Linked DNA regions of Gossypium hirsutum: region 2 is linked to region 1. The links are chromatin contacts, called in public Hi-C maps. All regions are on one chromosome and are shown on one strand. Each heading gives the region's core, a stretch centred on a gene start, on an enhancer-like site or on the middle of the called end of the contact. The rest is flanking DNA. Distances are from core to core; before and after follow the strand shown.

Region 1 (6,318 bases), core at 1,436-3,935:
TCAAAAACATAAAAATCATGAAAAACAGGTTGAAAAACACTTACATGCACCCAATTAGAGCTTGGTCAAAACTTAAGAACTCAACAATGGTGTTTTTCTCCTCTTACAATCGGTGGTGATCAAAAATAAAGATGACGGCATGTTTTTTTATCTTTTGCTTTTGGTTTATTTATTATATTACCATTTTAACCTTGGTTATTTAATCAAATTTCACACAAAACCTATCACCTAACTTTCCACTATACTTCAATTTGGTAGATTTACCATTTTAATCCCTTAATTCATGGTTTTATAACTATATAATATAATTTAACTTAGAGAAATTAACTTCTGCGACTTTTATGATTTAGTCTTTTCTTACTTATAGAAATTAACTTGGCAAACATTATGATATTGTAAGGATTATTTCTTTGTTTGCTTCTTTGTAATTCTTTGAAACAGTTTATATCTTAATATTTTGGTAGAAATTTTAAGAGAGTTGTAAGGTTAAACCTTATCCTCAAAGGTTGTACAAATTAGTGAATTTGGGAGAATCCTTAGTTGTGGAAAGTTAAGGTAGTGGAGTAGGCAATTGGGGTTGAACCACACTAAATTGTTGTGTTCTTTATTTTATCTTTTCTTTCTAGCTTTCCTAAATTTTTAAAAGTTAATTCACCCCCCTCTTGGTGATTTTGGTTTGATCAATTGAGCAAACACAAAGTTATAAGTAAAATTTGACTCTGAATTTTCAAGTCAACTTTTGACTCAAAATTTGTGCGTACAGTAGTTCCTACTTAAGGTTTTTAAATATATATATATGGAGATATCTAAATTTGGTAATTTGTATTTATTTATTTATTTGTTTGACTTAATTGGTACCTAAATTTGAAATAATTCAACTTGGTACTTTTCTTTAGATACATGACTAATACCATTAAAATACGCTGACATAGTGCTGACGACCGATAGCATAATGAAATATAATAGCCTTATATTTTTTGACACATGGCAAAAAAATAAAAAAAATTATTAAAATAATTTTTCACAAGTCAAAATGTAAAACTACCATATTTCACCATGCTATTATTAGTCAACACTGTGTCAAGTAGGTCCAAAAAAAAGTTTAGGTACCAATTATATATAAGTTGTCAAATTCAAGTACCCTTGTATATCTTAACCTTTTTTTCATCACCCAAATTTTAAAATGATCACTTAATTAATCAAATTTGTTTTTTTGTTTATTTCCGTTTAAGTATCGTTAAATGTTTAACAAAAAGGTGAGATGACAATTCAAAAATTTGTATAATAAATTAAGCCCTCAAATATTATATATTATATCAATTTAATTATAATTTTAAAAAAATCTTCAACATTTATATATTATTTAAATTTTATCGTAATTCTAAAAAATTAAAAAGTTGAATAAATAAACATAAATGGTTGTCAAGGGCTTAGTTAAGAGCTACCTAGAGGTTTGAGGGGAGAGGGGAGGGTGGGGGAGGGTTTGATTTTCCGCTTGCTACTAAATACGTTCAAGACAAGTGTTGGCCCCCTCTAGGTATTAAACCTGCCCTACATTATTATTATGTTTTGTAATAAAGGCAATGTTTTTAATGTCAGTGAAGATGGTACTTTGAGTCCTGCATCTGCATACAGATCCCAAATCTCCGATTTATTATAAAGTTGCCGCCTTATCATTCATGTCTTTTCACATCGTTGTTGTAGCTAGGCTGGCCTAAATCGACGGGCCTGGCCTAAGTTGGGAAGTTCTTGTTTTGTCCAAGTCCAAATTCCATGACTAGAAACGTGGATGAAGCATAGCGGGACGGATTTTGTCAAATTTATTGCTATTTTTATAGTTGGTATGTCTTGTTTTATTGTGGGTGATTCAACATTATTATTTTTATGAATGTTAGATTCATTTATTTGTTTTTTTCTAATTATTTTTAATATATTCAATTCGGTTAAGGAGTGAAAGGGAAAAAGGAATCCATGATTTTTCTATAATTTACTATTTTAATAGTTTTATATAGAAAGTTAAGTGTTGCTTTTATAAAACGGGATGGGTAGGCAATTATTATAACTTTTCAATACTTATTGTCTAAAAAAATCATTTATCTTACTTCGTATTTACTTTTTAAAAAATAAAAATTTGTTTCATTCAAAGTTAAATCATTCATAATCCATTAAGATTTATAAATAAAATGATAAAGAATTTGTGTTTAATTTTTTAATTAGCATGAATATTAGATTTGATCTGCAGACAATCCCTACTCTTACTTCTTATAAAAAAAATATTATATATACTTATTGTTTGAATGCGTTAAAGCGCATTATACTCTTATTTATACGTTAGGGAGGGGTTATGGGTAATTCTAGTTATTGTGTTAAAAAAACAGATATGATCAGAACTTATAATAATATTGTTAAAATATATTTATTAAAATTTTATTAATTTAAATCTGATACTTCATGCATGAAAACTAAGATAATCAATATGTACGGGCAAGATTGAAGACATGCATCTGCATGTAGTGATGTACATCATCAAACAAGTCCACTTTAATGTCGACAGTACCGAAAGAAATATACTCATGCATGGACATTCATGCATGTAAACATACATATATCAACATGATCAGTGCATTGAAAATCTTCATGTAGACGTCGATTTTTTCTAGTTTTTGTGTAATGATCACTGTATTGGTGGGGTCGAAAGAGTTAATAATTTCCATCTTCCCTTGACCATATGATGATGGGAAAGAATGGAAATAGACAATGCACATGAAAGCTTTTTTTATTTTCTTTATTTATATTTTTCGTAAAAGTTATGGATGACCTAACTCTTAATAATTTCAATATGTCTTTGATAAGATTACGACATCACTGGGTCAACAAATTTAGCCTTATTTAACACTTTAATAACCAAAATCAGGATCAGTTTTACATATATTTATAAACTAATAACTTAAGTAGGGATGAAGTTAAAATCTTTTTTTAAGGTCTAAATTTTATAATAGTAAAAATACAATTTTATTATTTTAATAGTCCATATATTTATAATTTTTAAAAGATTTTATAATTTTTATCATTTTTAAGAGATAAAGTGTAATTTTATTTTTACTAATTTAAAATTTTAAATAGCCTAAATAAAAAAAATCTCATTTTAAGGACCAAGGCCCCTACGATCCCCTAACTAGGCCCCTGAACTTATGTTTATTTAAGCCTTTCATATGTATTTTTTTTTATTTTGAAAGCGTATTATTTATTTAGTTTTTAATACTATTATATACAAATTTCAAGTTAAAAATAAGATATAAAAAATAAGCAAATAAAAGAAATTTTATTTATGAAAATTAGTTACAATTTCTAGGATCAGTAAAAGAAATTTTTTTTTAAATTTTTCTTTAGTGGAGTTTTGATCTAAAGGTTGTTTAGACTAAATCTTGGATAAATTTAGTCTATTTTAAGGATTATTGAAACTTGATCTTGAAAATGGATTTAGTGAGATGTTTGCTTGAGAATTTGATTTGATTTGGTGTGTGTGTCTTTGAGATTTGATATTGAATTAATGGAGTCCACTTTAAGAGTTATCGAGACTCAAGAAAATGAGTTCGAATCCAAGCGTCTTCTATACTTAATATTGGATGATAACTCTACTTAAAAGGACTTTTTAGGTTTTTGAACTTTTAAACTTTTGATAAGTTGTGTATGAATGGATGCTTATTTAAGTTGTGTAAAAGAAATCAATTAATGTAACTTTTCTTAATTGGTAAGGTATAGAAGACTTTTCCGAGTAAGGTATAAACCCATTTTCCTTTTGGTTATAAATTTAGTTGATGTATTTTAATTCGGTTAATTTTAGTATTTATATTTTTTAAAGGTCAATTATAGTCTTGACTTCAAATGGTAGAAGTTAAACCCATTTCTCTAAATTCCTCTATTAGTCATGTAGTTTGTATAAAGCTGTATATTTGATCCATTCTTAGTTCTTATCATTTTCGAATTTTGAAATTTCAATCCTGATACAAATAATATCTGTTAAATCAATTAGTTTGATTTGTGTGTATTATGTGAAAATAGCAAGTTGACATAATATTACACATGTGATAATATAAATGACGAAAATGATAGAACTTTATTTAATGAATTTAACAACTACTATTTTGACAAGATTAAAAATTTAAAATTAATTTATGCATAGTTTGAGGACTGATAGGCCAATTTGACCTTTCATTTTCTTTCCACACACGTTTTTGCCCACAACGTCACGTCAAATTGACTGATAACTTTAAAAAATTGAAGTGTTTCTAGGATTTTTATAAAAAAAATTAATATTAAGTAGTGAATTTTATGTGATACCTTTTTAAATACGAAACTTTAAAAATCTTGTTTTTATATGTTTAATTAGAATAATAATGATTCAATTATTAGAAAAAATGAAAGCCGTCTTATTAATATTGTTGGTGTTGTAATAATTTAAAAATGGTGGATCTGAAGATCCTTAAATGTGTAATATACTCTATTTTAATTAGTGGTGGTTTGAGAGGTTATTTAGTAAAAGAATATCACTTTTAAAATTTAATTAGTAAATTAGTTTTTTTTAATTTAAGAAAATAATTTAATTTTGGAGAAAGAAATAGAAAACGTATTTAGCAAGACCCGTTTTCGTGTAATGGCAACTTTTTGTAATGATAAAAAATTTTTAATAGTTAATTTCCAATCTTTTACGAAAAAAAATTTCTAACGACTAATTTATTTGCTATATATATACAACTCATTTTCTTTCTTTTGCATTTAAATCATTTTCTCTCAATTCTCTTAATCATGTTCATCTATTCTCTCAACTATTTTATTCTTAATTTTTCATTTAATTTTTCTCAAATTCTTCTTGTCTTAATTTTATATTTTGTAATTTCTTTGATTTTATTTTATTTTTATAATTTTAGAAATTTCAATGCCTCTTATTCTTTTAGATGACACACATTTTCGGCGTCCAATTATTAATGGTAAGAAAATATTATTTTTTATATTTTAATTAATATAATTATTAAGTTGTTAACATTATTAATTTTATAAATTTTTATGATTATATAATCAGACCGAATATCTGATTATTGAGACGTATATACACAATTTAAGTGCGAGGGCACCGCGTGTTATTGAACAACACTTGCAAGAGGCTGGCATCTTGCATGTGTCTTGTATGCTCGGTGGGACTAAATTGAAGTCTGCATTTATCAACGCTTTGGTGGAAAAATGGAGACTCAAGACACACACATTCCATCTTCCGTGTGGTGAGTGTACAATTACACTCGAGGATATAACATTATAACTTGGTTTACTGGTTGATAGGGCAGTCGTTACGGGGGTAGTGGGTGTTGGAGATTAGAGTGCAATTTGCGACCAACTATTAGACAAGGTGTTAGACAAGTTTATTGGTATTCGGATAGAGATGAAATGGTTAGAAGATAATTTCTCATATATTGACAACTCCGCTAGTGTCGTTGAAAGACAACAATATGTGCAAGCATTCATACTAAGGTTAATCAGGGGTATTCTAATGCCAAATAAATCTCAAAATCTGTTAAATTTAAAATGGCTCCTACAACTAGTCAACATAAAAGAAGCGGGGCGACTTAGGCTTATTAAATTAATAAATCCATGAGACTTATTTGTACTTTAATTCTTCTTTGTTCTTTAGTATTCATGCATATTCTGTTTTAATTACAATTGCTCAGGCTTATTGAATGTCTGTCTAGCATTTGATAACTTAGAATGGTTGTTGTGTCAATTAAAATGATTAAATCTATAATTTTTTAATTCATTCTAATACTAGTGACGAACTACGTAACTCACTTATGTCGTAGTTTACGTTTATGTGGTGTCACCGAACCAGTAAGGAGAGGTTGGTTGTCTGGTGTTGAGTCAATAACTTGAACTAATTTATTAAATGAACAAAGGTTATATTTGTTGGATAAAACATGTTAGCGGACAAATATAAATATAAATAATTATATAAACAAATAAAACAACTTAATATAAGCAAATATTTATATAAACAAATATTTATATTTATGTAAAAACACTAGATTTAAATAAAACAAATTAAATAAATATTTTTATTTATTTAAAACATCATATTTGAAATCAATTAAATAAACAAGATTTTGGAAAACCAAACATCGAATAAAGGGAATCAAGTTTTACTAGATGTTGAGGCATGTTTTCACAGTTTCCTTAAGACAGATTCGGTCGCTCCTATGGTACTTGAAGAAACGTTGATCGACTATCTCCCAGGATACAACAACAAAATGATCGCGGCAGTAGTACCTTTGT
Region 2 (6,438 bases), core at 2,735-5,234, 70 kb before region 1:
CACAAGGAAGATATTGTTGATGGTAATGGCAACGACAATAATGGTGGTAATAGGAAACCACGAGTTGGGAAGAAGAAACCCAAGAGGAAAAGGGACAAGTTGAAATGCTTTCTCTGCGACGGTCCACACATGTTGAAGAAATGTCTGAGGAAATCCGCGCTTAAAGAGAAGCCGGTGGATAAGGCCTTGGTACTTGGTTCGAGCACAAGGGGTGTCAAAGCCAAGGAGGCCGAAAGCGAGAAGAAGCCAGTGGAGTGCTTCTTGTGTCATGGTCTGCATAGGTTACAGAAGTGTCCGAGAAAGTTTAACATTGAGGGGAATGAGGGAGCAGACAAGGAGCCCATGAAGCTTAGTTCGAGCAAGGGAAAAGCCGAAGCCAAGAGGGCAAAGAGGAGCAAAAAGAAACGAGTAAAGTGCTTCTTGTGCCGTGGTCCGCATGAGTTGCGGAACTGTCCAAAACAAGCTGGAGTCAAAAGAAAGGCAACGTCTGAGCTTGGTGAGTCATCGGAGGGGCTTCCACCCCAGGAAGAGGTGAGTTTGTCATCGGACTTAGAGGAAAAAGTTGCGATGAAAATAGTGAAGTTGGGACCAATGAGGCTTAAGTTGAGTGAAGCATCGGAGTTGGCTGAGCCATCGACAAGGCTTCCACCTATGGGAGAGGTGGGTGGTGCATCGGACTTCAAGGAAAAAGAAGTGATGCATGTGGGGCAGTTGACCAGAGTAAATGCAAAGGTACATTCCGAACACTATGTAGTGTTTTGCATTCTAACTTGTTGACTTGGCAAGAACGTAGGGGCCCTTTCGAAGTTCTTGAGCAAAGAGGCCGAGAGACTGTGGGCAAAGCAAAGCTAAGTGTGGTGAATCACGAGGATTCTGTTCGAGTAAAGTTAGAATGTGGACAAGAGAGTGACATAACTTCTTGTCATCGAGATGTACAAACGAGTAAGATGGTTCGAGTTAAGAAGCGACGTAAGCCGAGGCAAAATTCCTAAAAGAAGGGAAAGGTTAAGGCATCGAGACGAGACCGAGGCGAATCAAGTTAGTGCTATTCAGAAGTCACAACGAGGACGTTGCGAGAATGGGTGGGGGAGAATGTCACGGGCCACAGTTCAAAACTCGTGACCATCGCACCAAATGCATCCAATGGAGGTCTATTGCTCAGATGGGGATCATTTGGCTCACAAGAACTGGCCCGATTCAAAGAGCAATTAGAGAAGCCTGTCAGATTGAAACCTAGTTGGCCCGATAATGAAAACATGGCAACTTAGGCTGATATGGTAACTAATCTTAGAAGATAGAGGGAATCATATCTTGTAAAGATTAGATTTGATATGACATATCTTGTAAATCCCTAAAATAAAAGGATATGGCTAATCTCGTCCATCGATGTAAATGTATCTTGACCGTCGGTTTTGGGAGAGCTCAACTATTAATAGAGAGCCTCCCCCTTAGTTGTACTCACTCCATTCGTTGTTTCATTATTCTTGGTGAATAAGAGAATTGAGAGCATTTACTGAAACACTTTGCGAGCGCTCTTTCTGTTGTTCTTTAGTTTAACTTCTTTTGACATAAATCGCTTCCGCTCTTCAATTTGGTGCCTTGGAGGAATTCTTAAGGAATCCTCACTTGAGTTCAGGCTCACTTAGGCGAGTTTGGACGAACGGATCGCCTAAGGCCACACGGATTGCAAGAGAAAACTCTAGCCCCGTGACACTAGTCACTGTTTTAGGCAACTCTTAGCTAAAATATTTATTTGTGCAACATAAAACTATAAATTAAATAAAAACAATTCAACTCAAGGGATAGCAATTATATCAAATTAAATTGAGCAAAAACACTATTAGTTTTATCTTATTGTAGAAACTCTAAAACTTCATTTGAGACATCGTCTAAAGCCTGCAACCTTGACCTCTATAGTAATCTGCTACTAAATTATTTTCTCTAGAAACATACTTAATCCACGTACGATTTTTAATTTGCATTTCATAATCCATTTAATCACACCTCAATTTTAGTCAATTTTTAATTTTTCTTGTTTAACCCTAAAATTTGAATCTTAGTAAAATCTAGTAAATAAAGAAAAAAGAACACGAGAAAGGGTTTTGGAAGTAATTAAAGCAAACACAGACTAATAATAGCAGTCTTCTTTGCAAACAACAGATGCAATCCACAACATAGTATTTTTTCCACCAAAACAAAAGCAATTCATTTCTTATCCCCACTGATATATGGAATTGGTATAGTTGTAGAGTTTCAAGTCTATTAACAGAACCAAGAGCAATGAATCAAGGGGTCTGTGAAACAAATTTAGTCATCAACGGGGTCTTGAGGAGTTTCATCCAATCTACGCTTGATTGTTACGACAGGGCACTCAGCATGCTTCACGCAAAACTCGCTCACCGTTCCGACAAAAACCCTGGAGAAGCAAATACACAAGTTAAGGTCATCAACAAAAATAAAAAATAGGCGGCATCAGGTACTAAGCATACCGTTGGAAAGGACCAAGTCCTCTGCTACCAAGAACAAGAAGATCTGGCTGGATCCTCTTCACTTCATGGCAGATAACTTCCTTTGGATCACCTTTCTTGATCCATGCTTCACAAGCAACCTACAATCAGAGAAATCTATCATCGGGGAGGGAAAAACTACAAATAAAATGCAGTTTTCCATTGAAAACAATAATTTATTGAAGAATGAACACCATCCCAATCTCATCGACCCTTGAGTAAAGTGAGATATTTGTTTGAAAACAATAATTTATTGAAGAATGAACATTACCCCAATTTCATGGCACCTTGTAACAAAGAATTCAAGCAGACGAAGCCCTCTAGCCCTGTCCCTGCTCTTCAGGCTCTTGAAATCTTCAGGAGAGGCATATATGCTGTCCATGTCATCGAAACCTTACAGAAAAACAAATTGAAATTTAGTGGCATTGGCTGATTTTACAACAGTCGAAGCTGAACATGAAGCAGTCATGATTTGCCACTTGAAAGTTGAAACCAGTTTTGCCATAGGAATTTATGTTTCAGACTCAAAGGTTAAATTTGAAGCTTATACATGTCATTGCTGTGCATGAACATTGTAATCTAAAAGGCTAGGGTAAAATTCAATCTCTAAACAGAGTCATTTCTATTTTATCCATCCAACTTTGACGGTGTAGCCTGATTAGTACTTTCAAAAAGAAAATGATTTTTCAAAGGTAAGCTTTTAACATTATTATTATTCGATAAACACCTTTTGACTTTCAATTATTAGTAGCCACACAGATAATTGTCATAGCAACCAAACAGTACAACTAAAAGATTCAATGAATGATCCATCAAATTAAATCTCTTAACCATATAAACCAGCAAATCGACGTAATTTCGAGAAATTCAAGCCACGAATCAAGAATTGCACACTCATATCATACACTCCGCAAACCCTAGCGAACGGCAACCACGTGCGTATAGAAAACGCATCACGTAAACTTCATTACATAAAGAAAACCGGAAAAAGAAAAGAAAAGAAAAGAAAAAGAGCTGAAAGGGAAACAAACCATCTTCATCGGGAACTTGAACATGGAGGAAGAGAAGCTTGAAACCAGAAGTGATGGACATAACGATCTTCTGAAGAGTCCACTCGAAAGCTCCCTTACTACTTATCGAAGCGTGAGGGTAACCTTTGATCGTTGACTCGTTCACTGCCACCATTATCCGAGTCACGGATGCCTCACTTGTAGCCATCTTGTCACCCCTAACTCACTGAGTCACTCACTCGGTAACAGTTCTCTCTCTGATCTGTTAAGCTTTACGAAGTCTCTAGCTTCAAGAAATGCTAAGGCGGGGGAGGTTAAAAGGGAAAGTGCGCAGTTCGCATGGTGCGTATGATATGAGTAAAGATCACATGGGATTGCTATTGTGCACCCTTTACGGTTAAAATCCACCGCGGCAGATTTTCGTCTTTTTTCGAGCTTTTATTTCTGTTTACGCAATTATAAAAATACTGAAATGCCCTTTCTGAAAAAAATTATAGGTGAATAAAAATCTTCTCGTCGCTTTGCAGCGTTTCGGATTTCATGAATGGGTTAAGCTGAAATTGGAGCTTGGATGCTAGATAAAATTGGGCCTTCTCAGGTTCTCTGTTTAATATTAGAAAAATTATCTATGACCCAATTCTTTCTTATGCTTGCTTGATCAAATTCTATGAAGGGAACGAGATTGAGTGCGTTTGTGTTGTATTTTTTATATACATAAAATATCCAATGCTTACCAAGATTAATCATTGAGGAGGAGAAGGAGAAGAGCTAGTTTGCGTTTGTATTGTATTATGTAATACCTAGCCCTGCATAACCATGATTATTGTTGAAGCTTTTTCAATTTCCAAAGTTCTTTGACTATTATTATTACATATGGAAATCTTGTTGGATTTTGGATTAAACTACAAGAGGTTTAACTATATCTCGTGCAATGAAGTGGGTGGGCTATCATAGCTTTTGTTGGTAATAAGATGGGAATTGTTCATTTCTTTTTAGATTAATGTCTTTTGTATTCAAAAGTGCTGTCAACTGTGGCTCTATTGCTATGAATCTTTACCGCAACATCTGTGTTCGATTTTACCTGTTGACTAGAGAGATCCATCCAAAATGTTTAACGATTTGGCTTCTTTGGATTCGTTTCTTCACATGCATCTCAACTATATGTCTAGCCAACGAGAAGCATTGGGAGATAGTGTTCCCCGAACAAGAAAGTGTCATCCTTAAAAACAGCAAAGCTCCTTTGCTGCTAAAGCCTCTACCGAGCGAGGGTCGAAGGTTGACTCAGGCTTGTTGGAGGAAAACTGAGTCTAAGACCGCACGTTTACTTGGCTAAAGTTCTAAGCATGTGGCATAAGTGGCCAAATGTTATTGGTCATGGCCTCGAATCCTAAAACAGTGCATTTATGAAGAGTATTGAGAAATTTATAAATCGGTTCCCAGCTTTTTCTAGAACTACATTGTCGTTTCAAAGTTTTTTTTTATTACTGCTTGAGTTCCTTGTTCAATTGTTGTAGTTCAAAATTTTCTTTCATTTGTTGTCTTTGCGATTTTAGTAGGAAAATGGTTAGATTTGTAAGTAGAGGGAGAAGAACTGGTAGGCTTTCATCGCAAATGGGCAGAAGTAGGTGTTTTGTTGTCGACAATAGGGCGGCCATGGTCAATCCCATGAGACCTCCAATGATCGAGAACAAAAAGGGGCAAGTACTTGAACATTTAAAGGCTTCAGCTAATTGTTTATAGGATATGCTACAGTTAAATCTCCATTTCTCAACCATCTCTAAGCACTTTTATCCGCATTTTCGACGGGGCTAAGTTCTTACAATGGCAAACAAAATCGATTGATCAATGTCACAACTAAATACTCATATATTTGGAAACTCAAGCTTGAGCTTATAGTGTCCACCGTCTAATCAATGTTGCGCAAAAAGAAGACGCCATCAACGAAGATCGATGCATATAATCTTGAAGTGTATCAGTCTTTGGGATGGAAAAGCTTGTTTTCCAAACTTGAAATCGCAAGTGCCATGCCATTTTCAGAGTTGGTGTAAAAGTTTATTTAAGTTTGGTCTTTCAATTTTGTCTATTAATTATTTAATTAAGATACAAGGACTAAATTGTAAAAGTTTTATCGCTATAAGTTTTTAATTGATCAAAGACTAAGGGACTTAGATTGCAATTAACCAAAGATCCAAAATAATAAATAAACCATTATATAATAAGTGATAGTGGGAGATGATGGATTTATGCACTAAGTGAGATTAGTAACTAATTAAGTTAATTAAGTTTAATTATACTATATATATTAAAGTTAGTGGAAAAATTAAACACCATCTTCATCACCTTCCTCTTGCCGTCTCAAGTAAGGAGAAAACCCTCTTTGAAGTTTCAAAGTTTCGACCACTAATTAGGTATTATAATTAAGTCATTTTCTTATAATTTTTATGTTTTTGAGGTCATGGGAGCTAGATTTAGCTAGCCCATATACCAATTTGTAAAACTGTTAAAGTTTTTGAAATTTGTCATTGTTGATTTCTTGAATAAATTTGTGTTAAATTGATAGATTTTTAAGTTTAGATTATGAAAAAGGACTAAATTGTAATGTTTGATTGTTAGTTTTGTTCATAAGGACTAAAGTGAATAAAATATAATATTGATGTGAAATTCTGATAATAATAGATAGTAGAGAGTCTATAATGAATTTAATTGAGATCGGTTTTTAAACCAAGACTTAAAATTGAAAGTTATGTCTATTTCAGTTTTAGAGACTACATTGAATAAAATGTAAAATTTTAGGGGCATCTAAAAAAGAAATTGTATAGGTTCATACATCTCATTGAATAATATGAAAATTTATGGTATTGATGAATTGTCTAAAATAATTGTTTAGATCAAGAGTTGGATCAAATCAGAGATAATCAGGG

Evidence for each region. A called contact is a pair of places that touch in the nucleus more often than the background predicts.
Region 2: a Hi-C map of leaf shows a contact between it and region 1, with 2.7 times the contacts expected there. The contact joins the promoter of LOC107925968 here to the enhancer-like site in region 1. A contact is called at or near these places in 6 of 34 Hi-C or Micro-C datasets (callus and leaf).

The regions. Positions count from the first base shown.
Region 1 is chrD04:9,884,793-9,891,110 of Gossypium_hirsutum_v2.1, reverse strand. No RefSeq gene overlaps it. Among protein-coding and RNA genes, the nearest start is that of LOC107926062, 15 kb to the right of the region's middle. Within about 2 kb of position 2,685, at least 4 of the 9 cell types and tissues checked have an H3K27ac peak or open chromatin away from gene starts, as enhancers often do. A contact at or near this core is called in leaf, where this site is marked.
Region 2 is chrD04:9,956,316-9,962,753 of Gossypium_hirsutum_v2.1, reverse strand. LOC107925968 (universal stress protein A-like protein) reads right to left here and starts at 3,984. Exons shown (of 4, transcript XM_016856739.2): 1 at 3,539-3,984; 2 at 2,779-2,900; 3 at 2,490-2,608; 4 at 2,127-2,416. The coding sequence starts at 3,725. The coding sequence ends at 2,308.